Regions from separate parts of the Gossypium hirsutum genome. Here regions 1 and 2 are each linked to region 3. A link is a contact called in public Hi-C data. All regions are on one chromosome and are shown on one strand. Each heading gives the region's core, a stretch centred on a gene start, on an enhancer-like site or on the middle of the called end of the contact. The rest is flanking DNA. Distances are from core to core; before and after follow the strand shown.

The links. Hi-C and Micro-C count contacts between places; a contact is called where the count stands out from the background.
Region 1: a Hi-C map of leaf shows a contact between it and region 3, with 2.4 times the contacts expected there. The contact joins the promoter of LOC107951434 here to the promoter of LOC107951438 in region 3. A contact is called at or near these places in 12 of 34 Hi-C or Micro-C datasets (anther, callus, hypocotyl and 2 more).
Region 2: a contact with region 3 is called in a Hi-C map of leaf, with 5 times the contacts expected there. The contact joins the promoter of LOC107951435 here to the promoter of LOC107951438 in region 3. A contact is called at or near these places in 18 of 34 Hi-C or Micro-C datasets (anther, callus, hypocotyl and 3 more).

Annotation. Positions count from the first base shown.
Region 1 is chrA02:15,462,094-15,466,227 of Gossypium_hirsutum_v2.1, reverse strand. LOC107951434 (serine hydroxymethyltransferase 7) reads right to left here and starts at 1,863. Exons shown (of 5, transcript XR_005907764.1): 1 at 672-1,863.
Region 2 is chrA02:15,417,863-15,421,705 of Gossypium_hirsutum_v2.1, reverse strand. LOC107951435 (transmembrane protein 50 homolog) reads left to right here and starts at 2,128. Exons shown (of 4, transcript XM_016886501.2): 1 at 2,128-2,482; 2 at 2,591-2,678; 3 at 3,503-3,655. The coding sequence starts at 2,350.
Region 3 is chrA02:15,268,562-15,272,640 of Gossypium_hirsutum_v2.1, reverse strand. It overlaps LOC107951438 (mitogen-activated protein kinase kinase kinase 1), which reads left to right and starts at 2,018. Exons shown (of 9, transcript XM_041085349.1): 1 at 2,018-3,234. The coding sequence starts at 2,228.

The DNA.
Region 1 (4,134 bases), core at 614-3,113, 190 kb before region 3:
CTAACAAGTACAAAAGTACAAAGGATGAGATCTATTTACATTTATTCGTATATAAACCCAATGCATATGTGTTTACATTGACATATTACCAATTCTAATAAACTCAAAAGTTTTTAGGAACGGAAAAGAAAACAAAGAAAATTTTAGAAGATCCATAAAGTCAGATAGTTCACAGTTCATAATAGTATATGATAAATCAGTCCATCTCAAAAAATCTAATAGATAGGTTTACCCTTGGTTCAACATCAATAAGTTATGTTGTTTGGATATACAAATTCACAGGCTGACAGGATTTGGTTTCTGCCAAATAAGCTCAAGCTTTCTCCCCAGAATGCAAGTAATGTGCCTTTTCTTTCAGGTCTTTGTTAAATGTAAATCTGAGCATGTGTGGTTCTGTCTGCATGGGATCGAAGGTTGGGCTGTGTGAATCACAAGCATATTTGACAGGCAAACAGTAATACATTACTTGATGTTTACCAACAGCAATGCTGCTTGTAAGTTAACCCCAGTAGTATCTAAGTGATTAATACTTTTTCTAGACTAGTTAAGTAATTTACCTCAAGCCTATCCACCAAACAAATTGCAAGAAACCTTAACTCGTGGAAAAGAACCTTTGAACTACAATCAAAACATCAAACTAATAAGTAATTTAAACAAGAAAATTTTCAAACCTTGGCTGCCACAAGACCACTAATATGAGCCATATCACACATCAAAACAGCTCCACATCTATCTGCAATTTGCCTAAACCTTGCATAATCCCACTCCCTAGGATACGAACTCCCACCACAAATTAGAATCTTGGGCCGATAATCAAGCGCCTTTTCCTCAAGCTTATTATAATCAATAAACCCTGTTTGAGGATTCACCTTGTAAGGAAAACTCTCAAAGAATATCGACGCAGCAGAGACTTTCTTCCCACCCGGCATATACCATCCATGGCTCATATGCCCTCCAGAGGGCGAATCCAATCCCATCATCCGATCACCAGGTAATAAAAGTCCCGTATAAACGGCGAAATTTGCAGAAGTACACGAATAAGGCTGCACATTGACTCCCCATTTGTCGGAATCAAGATTAAAAGCTGCCATTGCACGATCTTGACATAGGCTTTCGATTTGATCAATAAAATGATTGCCCGTGTAGTACCTCGCTCCAGGCATTCCTTCGGAGTATTTGTTTGTTAAATGGCTTCCCAAAGCTTCCATCACAGCTCGGCACACAAAGTTTTCAGAAGCAATAAGCTCAATTCCTAAGAATTGCCTCTGCTTTTCCTTGTTCATGATCTCACTCAATTCAGGATCGGCCTCTTGTAGCCGTTGGTTTCCCCACGACCTGACCGCGGCTCGTCTTTGGTCCAGACCGGGGTCGGGAGCAAACCGTTTACAAGGATTTGGAAGAGGTTTAGGATCCCTTTGTCTTTTCACACACATAGACTGCCCCCAAATCCTAATTTCTTCATCACTTTCGATGCGATTTTCACGGTGGCCGTCGTCTTTTTCCTCGAACAACTGTAACGGAACGGGTGAGACGGAGAAGCGAAAGGTGGTGTCCATTTGAAGCGAAATCGGATCATCCGCAATGGAGGATTTAGTAAAACCCAGGGACAAACCCGATTTAGTATGAAATAAATCCATTGAAACCCTAAAAGGGAAATTTTTGAAGTGTTTGGGGGAACTTTTCCCGAGGAGTTGAAATTCCTAATAACGGAAATAACGATGCTTCGCACAAACAGAGCTTCCCATAGAATATGTATAAATAAATTTTGCGTGTGTGTTTACAAATGAGTCCCTGAAACTGAAACCTTAGAAAAGGCAAGGAGGGGAGGTGGGTTACCGGAAGACAGGTGGTTGACGAAGATGTGGTTGAATGAAGGTAGATGAGATTTTGAAGAATGGAACGTTTTGTTGACCGGGGATAGCAAGTAGGGCATACCGGCTTGTTCCGGTAAGATTGCACGTGGACAAAATGGAAGATAGGTGGCGTACGAAGAATGGTTCACTTGGTTTGTAAACTCATGCAGATTGAATGACGGCTAGGTTCATTCTTTTTAAACAATCAGATAAAAAATTGATGTAATAATTCTGGTGATGGAAGGCTGCCATTGTTACCAAATAATTTTAGTTTTTAGAAAATCATGATAAAATTGTATTTTCTATCTTTCAAAATATTTTTTCATTTTTCTCTCCCTTAATCAATTTTACTTTTTTGTCTTTAAATATTAATACATTTTATATTTATTCAGTACAACTTGAACTAATAACTTAAAATTTTATTCAAATCAATTTACATTTATAAATGATTGGCGTATGCTAATTTGAGGCCTACTTATATTGTTTTTAAAATATTTATATTAACTTTAATTTAAATTTTAATAATTTTATATATTTTTCATTTATTAAAATTTTATATATAAGTAACTTAACATTTTTTAATGTTTACATCATGGTAACATATACTACTATAGGTTTAATTTTTTGTGTTATAAATTACAAGTGGCGGAGCCAATATATTAATCTTGGGGAAGGGGCAAGCTACAATTAGAAGTGTTATGTAATAGTCAATTTAAACATATAAAAAATTAATTCAAAAGTAATATTCCAACATGACAATCGATTTAAACATATAAAAATATATTCAAAAGAAGTAGTATTCCAACAATTAAGACGAAATAGCTATCATTTGACTTGGTTAACCAATTTTTATTATGTTTTCACAGGAATGCTCATTACTTCACAAGCTATCATTTGACATAAATTACATTTACTAATATTTTTATATTTATTTGTTTGAATTATAATAATTAATAGATATTATTTTAAATTAATAATCATTTAATTACTATTATAATTCTATTAAATAAAAAAAAACCATTATAAATAACATTCAATATTGTAACATTTTCAAATAGTAGCGTCCAAAAAATATGAATATTATTTAAAAGTTGAAAACAAGGGTTTTATAATTAGAGTAATAGACTAATTTTGGACAGAATCAATTTTAACTGCTGGTTGAACATATTTACAAATTACAAGACTGTAGAAAAAGAAGAGAGAAAAGAACAATTGATTTGAGCAAAAGAAACTAAAAAATTGAATAGATCTCAACTTCTTTCTTTTCGTATTAAAATAAATATCAATAAACAAAGAATTTATTTTTTAGTTTTGAATTTTAGTGTGTTGGGAATTATTTTTGGGGACTACCATGGAAAAGAAATTTATTTTCTGTCTAAGGGACAATTTGGGATGATTATAAGAAACTCTAATTTCATAATCCATTTGAGTTTTCTTTAAATTTTATTTTAAAAAAACATATAATTTCGTCAATTTGAGTTTCCTTCTGATAATTATATTTTTTTTCCTTCCTAAAAGATTGAAGTTGCTTTCTATTTTTTTTTTTATGAGTTCATCTTTTTCACCATTTTCTTTGCTTTTATTATTATTATTTATTTAAAATCTTTCTTAAGCGTGAGAATTTTTTGTCAGAAGCTACTTCTTGGCAAATGTTTTTCTTCTCTGATAAACTGAACATCTCTCAAATCTGAAATCTCTGGTTGATGAAGTCATGACGATAACCTAAAACAATATTTTTTTTGTTTGGATACATATGTTTTGTGCTAGTTTTAAGTTTTTAACACTAGGCTTTTATTATTTTAACAGTGGGCTTTTATTTTATTTTTGTTTCGATTTGGCCTAGGCAAATTTAGCTTAAATATTTCAAAAATCCTTTCAACCGTTTTTTTACCAGTTTTTTCGATCGTTGGTTAGCACTTCAACCGCGATTCTGGTTGGTTCGCGATTCAAACGGGATTTTTACCTGCTTCAACCGGTTTGACTGGCCCGCCTGGCCTGATTTCAAAAATATTGGTTGAAGATAAAACATTTCATGGCAAGATGAAAATCAATTTTAGGGTGGATGATAGATTTTGTTCTCCAACTCTATTTTTATATCCATGTACAATGTAAGATTATAATAATGATAATAATAATATTTGGTTACACTTGTAAATGGCTAACAGAAGTCTATTTTAGACCCACTCATATTATTTTTAAATTTTTTTATATTTATTTTATTTTTAATTTAATATTTAATAATTCTATATATAATTATCTTAATTTTTTTAATGTCTACATT
Region 2 (3,843 bases), core at 879-3,378, 150 kb before region 3:
CCAATTTTTTTCATTGATTTTTGTTTTAGCTTTAAAAAAAAAAAGAAAAATCATCGAGGATTTGCAATTGAAGTTTTGGGTTCTCTCCAATTTATATGCAATTCAAGAAACCATTTCTATTTTGGTCTTGATTGTTGTTGGTTATGGGTTATGTCTAACTTGTTGAATCTGATCCATGAAGGGGAATAACAGACCAAGAATATTGTGTTATTTGGCTGGGACTTTTTTTTTTTTCAATTGTTTGAATGTGGTTTTCTTCTTCTATCAAAACTTCTTTATTTTTTACCATTTAGAAGGGAAAACTAAAAAAGGAAGCAAAAAGGAATATAAAATATGAGAAAGTTTATACTTTATTTTTCTTCTTCCTAACAAATTGAAAATATATTAAAAAATATCTTTATACTTAAATAACAATAAAATAGTTACAACGCAGTAATTAAATACCTCTAAAATAGTAGCAAAATTAACAATAAAATAAGAGTTATACAATATCCAGACAATAACAACAAAATAGTAGCAATATAATAGCAAAATGGCAGCAAAACAGTAACAAAAAAGAAAGTTAAGACTGATTTGGGCAGGGTCGAGCCTAGGAAAAAAAATCCTACCTGAGTCTCGACCCATTTAGAAAATGAACCTTATCATTTTGTCCAAACCTATTTTTCAGATCTATATTTTGACTCAAACCCTTCCACTTTTCAAGCGGGCTTTCGGGCTTGGACGGGTGACCCGACCCATTCAGATCTAGCAATAGCCAAGTTAGATAAAACAAATCACAAAAAGAGAAATCTATAGATTTGATTTTTTTATTTTTGGTCATGGAAATTTGGGGATGTGAAAGAGAATTTTTTTTTAAATTATGGTTAAAATTTATTTTTTAAAGTAAGATTAAACCTCATTTATATTAAAAGATTGAGGACTAAAACAATAAGTTTTTATTTTACTTATATTATGTGGAAAATCAAAATTTTAGAAATAATTTATCATTAGAGTTTTTAAAGAGAGTGACAAAAATGAACAAACTATGTAATGTGGGTGCCTAAATTGTAAACTTTTTTTTTCGGTGCCTAAAATGAGAATTTTTTATAGTTCGGTGACTATCTGTGTAGTTTACCCTTTGATAAATACTAATTTGCTAGCATGATCTAAATTAGTACTTAGGTAAACTACATCCAAGATAACTAAACTATTACTAAGTTTACACTTTAGTTACTCAACTTAAAAAATATTCAAATTAGTTACTAAATTATACGAAGATTACAAGTTGGTCACCTGTTAAGTTCCTAGATGTGGGGATGGGTAAGTTTACAATTTGGTCACTCAACTATTAGTAAGTTTAGAAATTGGTAACTCAACTATTAGTATGTTTACAATTTGGTCACTAAATAACACTCAGAATGACTTGTAAATTTGCTAATAGTCAAGTGACCAAATTATAATTTTACTAATATTTAATTGACCAAATTGTAAACTTACTAATACAAGAGTGACCAAAGTGTAAACTGACTCATCCCCACATCTAACATTGGTTAGGAACATAATGGGATAGTGACCAACTTATAATTTTCAAATGGTTCAATGATCAATTGTATCTTTTTAAAATTAAATAATCAAAGTATAAATTTATTAATAATTTAGTGATATTGAGTGTAGTTTAGGTTTAATACATTTATTTTTAGATGAAATAAAAGTTTTCATAAATATACACATCAACAAAATGGAGTTATAAGTAGAATTGTCCATGGATCGGGTCAAGTTAGGGTTAGGCCTTAACAAAATTTTAGGCTTGATTGATAGGCTCAGGCCAGCCCGAAAAATAGCCTAAAATTTTATCCAAGCCTAGCTTGGATAAAAAATGCTAAAACTTGAGCCCAACCATATTAATTTTTTTTTTATATATAAAAAATTAAAAAATATAATACACCAAATACTAAAAATATTAAAATAAATGTTTCCTTATAAATTAAAAACAAATTAAGAAAATATTTATAATTAAATAACACTAAAATAATATAATAGTGAAATGTTAGCATAATAATAGTAAAAAATGAGAAAAAAAAAAGAAAAAGAAAAAACAGTAACAAAACAATAAGATTTTTTTATTACAAATTCAGGCAGAATTGGGCTGAACCTCAGCAAAAAAAACTTTACCAAAGCTCAACTCATTTTTTAAACAGATCTTATATTTTACTCAAACTCTTTCTCGGATTTCCCGATCGGGCTGGTGGCCTACAACTCGATAAGAGTGGAAAATAATGTTCAGAATATTAGCTGTACAGTTTTCTCTCTTTCCTTTTTGTTCCTCGTCAATTATTAGTCAATTAATTAGATCGGAGAACAATCAATCAAATGGAGTTAGGGGAACTGTGGGCGATCTTCGGTCCCGGCGTCGCTGGCGCAGTGTTCGGTGCTGGCTGGTGGTTTTGGATCGACGCCGTCGTATGCAGCTCCGTCAATGTCTCTTTCATCCACTATTTACCTGGTACATCGTGTTTCACCTTTTTTTCTTCCATTAATTTATCAGCTTCCTTTCTAATTTCTTATTATCAATGTTTATATGGCTCATCATTATTATTATTTATTTATTTAGGAATATTTGCTTCTATCGCGGCTTTGATGTTCAATTGCGTTAGGAAAGAGGATATTGATTACTCTCCTTATGATGAAGGCGAGTGGAGGTTAGCTATTTCTTTTCCTTACCTATTTTAATTGAAGCTTTTTTCCCCGAGAAGTTGCCTTCCATATGCTCTACAGAGTTTGATTATACATTCTATTACTGAATTTTGCTAAAATTATAATAATTTTGCCAGTGTTTTGAAAGTTAAGTACTTAGTTAGGGTTTTACTATTTGCTCTGAGTTGTGATACTTTCTGGTGAAATTGAGTTGCTTTTGTTCATATGGCTACTTGAAACGAGGTTTATTGATTTTGTAATGATTACTTTTGAACTCCGAATTCCATAAGCATATTTCTTCGGATTCAATCATAAGCCTGACAATAATCGTTTCTTTATGAATTGAAAATTTTCAGTAGTATATGTAAAGAAGTTTGCACCATGTATTGATGCAATTATCCGAGGGTGAGGGTGAGGGTGTTATATCGGCTAACAATATGCGTTATGCATGGTTTGTCCTGTTCATCCTTGTGTTTAGTGGTACTTAATAAGCTGATCTATTCATCGGCACTTGTAGAGATTAGAATTCTGGATTTGGTACTAGGGCTTTATTTGAATTAAAGCAATTGGGAATTGCTAATGGTGTTTATGCTTTTGATGCACATTCTATCTTGTTTTGTTTTCTTGCCATGCGCCTTGGTGTTCATGTAATTGTGTTTATTGCTTATATTAAGATTGTTTATGTGGCACATTTCTAGATGTCCCAACGAATCTGCTGACCATCCTAGTAAATGTTCTGCTATATATTCTAACTCTAGATTCCTTTTATGAGAATTGCTATAAGATTGCTTGTTTTGGGCTAATGGATGCTAATCCGTGATTACAACAGGTTGAAGCTCTGGCTCTTCTTTGCTTATGTTGTATCCTTTGTCTCACTAGCTGCTTCAGTTGGCCTCTTGATACAAGACTCACTAGTGAAATCTGGTCCTTCAGTGTGGACTGGTACTGCAGGCATCTTACAGTGTGTGTTTGTCTTAATCAGGTAAATGTTTTCCGTATTTGGAATTGCAGCTATCATCCATATCATGTTAGGTTAATTTCTGTAATTATTTCAATCGGAAAATGAATATCAATCTTGTGTGTTGTACCTATATGAGAATGAGACAGAAATAGTCAATCCATACATATACTGCCTTAGTCATCCTAGAAGAAATCCTCTGATTTCATTGA
Region 3 (4,079 bases), core at 769-3,268:
TACTATTTTGTTGTTAATGTTTGGATATTGTATAACACTTGTTTTATTGTTAATTTTGCTACTATTTTAGAGGTATTTGCTTGTTAAGTTGTACTTATCTTATTGTTATTTAAGTACAAATATTTTTTTAATTTATTTTTAATTTGTTAGAAAATTTTTATTTTAATATTTTTAGTATATTTGATATATCATATTTTTTAATTTTTTTATATAAAAACAAAAATTAAAAAATTAATACAAGCAGGCTAGACTTAAACAAATATTTAAACTTATTTTTCAAACTGAGCTAAAGCCAAACTTATCAATCGGACCTAAAATTTTATTACAACTTAACTCAACCTTAAAAAATATGGTATGATGTAAATGTGAATTGAATGAGTTAACTAAAATTTTATAAATAAATCTTGATTCCAATTGAATCAAATTAAAATTAGAGTGGATGGCTCCACTCACATAGCATTACACTAATTCAATTCCAGTAGAGATAGATTTTGTTTTAGAGTATAAATCTCACCATACTCTTAACATTACGCAAATTCACACATTTACCAAGGATAATGACGAATATCCATGTTGGTCTACTTTTGATGCCAGCCGCTGTAGACCATTAACCCCTTTGTTTTTATACACATCTTTCTATATTTGATATCAATTTTTTTTTAAAAAAATTTGATTTTTATTTATAAATTTTGAAGTCAAAATTTTATTTAAAAATATCTAATCTTTGTTCATGAGGTTTAGACACTACACACCTAATCTGGTCAATATAAAATTTAAGATTTATTTTTTAGGTTTAGATTCAGTTTGGTACGAAAAATAAACTTAAAATTATGTTTAAGTTTTATTCAAATTAAAAATACTAAATCTGAATCTAATCTGTCTAGCCCGTATTTATTTTTTAAAATTATTTTTATATAAAAATAAACTTAAAAATATAACACATTAAATACATTAAAATAAATATTTCCTAACAAATTAAAAATACATTAGAAAAGCCTTTATACTTAAAAAACACTAAGATAGTTGTAACTTAGCAAAGTTGCAAATTTAATAATAAAACATGAGTTATACAATATCTAAACAATAATAATAATATAATAGCAATATAATAATAAAATGAAAGCAAAACAATAATGAAACAACCACAAAACAACTAATTCTGACTGGCTCGATCCTGAACAAAAATAATTTTACCTGAAACTTAACTTGTTTAGAGAATTAGTCTTATTTTTTTGTCCAACCCTATTTTTCAAGTTTATATTTTATCTAAATTCTCTTACTTTTCAAATAAGCCCTCGAACTTGGACAAGTGACTCAGACAATGATTAGATTAAAGACACTATTAGCAAAAGCTAAGGCACTAGACCTTAAAAGGTTTGAATCTTATTCTTTCTTTGTTGTATTGTATATTGGTTAAGTTTTATATTACGATTGATCATAAATATATATATATATATATATTTGTATATGTATTATAGTTGTGGGACTTTAAAAAAAAAATTGTAACTCCAACACAATAAATTTGGGTATAAGCTTATTATTCATGTGGCGACAAATTTACGATAAAAGTATTATGAAGATTCTTATATTAGAAATCAAATTATATTTTATATTTTTATTAAAATTTAGATAAATTAATTCTTATACGTTAAATTAAAGAACAATTCAATTTTTTCTATTAAATATTCATCAATTTTTTAATATACAAAATAATCAATTTATTTTTTAATCTAATATATATGATTAATTTACATTTTTTTAAATATAATCAATATCATACAATTAAAATATAAATACAAATATGAGTAACTATAAATATTAAACTATTTCAAATGGACAGTCTAAGCAACTATTCGATTACAAACGGCCTAGTGATTACAATCCAAAATAAAATTTACAAACTGAAGGAGCTAACTGGATAAAAAAGTAATCCTTGGATGCAAAGATTTAAAAATTTCTTGCAAGCGACACGTGGCGACGCGTATAATCTCTTTATTTCTCTCTCTTCCGACGGCGTTTACTAGCCAGCCACTCTGTCTACCATTATCACGTTTTTTTTCTCTCTCTTTAGGTCAGCCGCTTTTCGCTCCCAATTTTTCTCACCTAAATTTTCCCAGGAAAGTTACGGAGAAAAAGAACAAAAGCGTTTCTCTTTCTTAAATTGATATTTTCGGAAACCCTATGCTGCTTTAGCTTTTTTTTTGAATTTTGATGGATTCTGTTCCACATGCATCACTTACCTCGATTCTTTAGCAATAGAGTCGCCATGGACTCGAAAAGGAGCAGAAGAAAACCTAGACTCGAGCGACGCAATGCAGCGAAGGACATCGATTACGATGCGGGCTCGTTTTGTTCGTCTCTCGATGATTCTTCTTCTTCTTCTTCTCCTCTAGTCACACGATCGCTCGATTTGTATCAAACAAGCTTTCGTCTCGAAGGAACCGACGGAGAGCTCGATCGAATTTGTCGGAGCTTGGGCCTTAATGGTCCTGAAGATTTTTCAATCCCGACCGCCGCCTGGGAGGCCCGTAAGATCAGATCGTCGTCGGATCTTCTGCCTCGGTCCAGATTAAACCGGTTGGATAGTCCTAAAGAAGAGACAGCTCTAGTAAAAGGCGGCGCCGGCGCTGAAGTAACAGTAGATGAATTGGCTGAGAGGGTTTTGGCTACTGAGTTGACTCGGAAGGACTCGTCCGAGTCGAAAAGGGAATGCTGCTTTTCTGATAAAATTGCGGTGGATAATACTACGACAACCGAATTGAAGTCAAGCACGTCTTGCGTTTCGAATGTTGTTGTTGGAGGAGGGAATAGTGGAATTAAAGGGGATAAGCCACCGTTTTTAAAGCCACCTCCGGGAATGAAGCTAAAAGCGATCGATAACGGCTGCTCCACCTGGGATCTGTTTAGGGATTTCGGCCCCGATGACGATAGAGGGTGTGCGATTCCGGTTAACTCACATTCGTCTTCCGATGACGAAGAATATAAAAGAGAGGACGGTGGGTTTAATGAGGGAAATACTAAGGAGGAAAATTTAATGAGAATAGGAGACAATGCGGTGCTTTCAGAGTCTTGTTCTTTCACAACTTCGAATGATGATGATTCTTCGAGTACTACAACAGAGCCTATGTCAAATATTTCTCCTAACGGTAGGTTCAAAAGGACAATTACTTATTGGGAGAAAGGTGAGCTTCTGGGAAGTGGATCATTTGGATCGGTTTACGAAGGGATTTCTGAGTAAGTGATTTGATACTCTGCCTATAATATAACATCCATTTTCATTTAGTAGCTTTTGTTGCAAGTTATTTTATCTTTGGGCACCTTATTTTATCTTTTGTTTCAAGCATCTGGGGTTAGGAAGTGTTCTTGGTCTTAGTTAAGCATTTAAGAAAGCGCCTCTGTATGGCTCCTTTCTTCTTTAGAGAGCACCTTCTTACATGTTTGGCTTGATGGATTAAGGATAGTAGCATCTTAGGATTGCTAGATTTCATTTATATGGTGAATTCCAAATGTGACTACTTTTTGGACATCTCATGTTTCTGCGTCTTGAACATGAAGGTTTGATGTATTTTAGCCTGCACTATCATCTGTCTTTAAGTGTTACTTTGTTTTTGTTTTTTATTTTTGCTGCTTGAAGTTTTGCATGATTGGACCTACATTTTTTGTGGGCAATTTGTGAATGGTAGTAAGTCCTGTTTTAGAAATAGATTTTGATTGTCGATTCAAGTATATGTTTTTGGTGGTATTATTTGGTTAGGAACTTGTTCCTTGGAGATATCTTGTTCTGTATATAGATTTCAAGATGACGAATTTATTGTTTACTGTTTTTGAAGACATGAGAAACATAATTAAGGGAGGCAACACTGCACTAGGATCTTTGAGATTTGGAACTAATTGTAGAGATTTTGGATTGTTATAGGCTTTAAGCTATATGATGACATTTACTTGGGAGTTACAGAAAAAATCACTGATCATAATTTTTTTCATAATAGTGTACAAAAGCATATTTTATCCTAACCAGCAATTAATTGGTTTTCCACTTGTTCAGTAGATCATGCATTTCTTTAGGGAAGAGATATTTT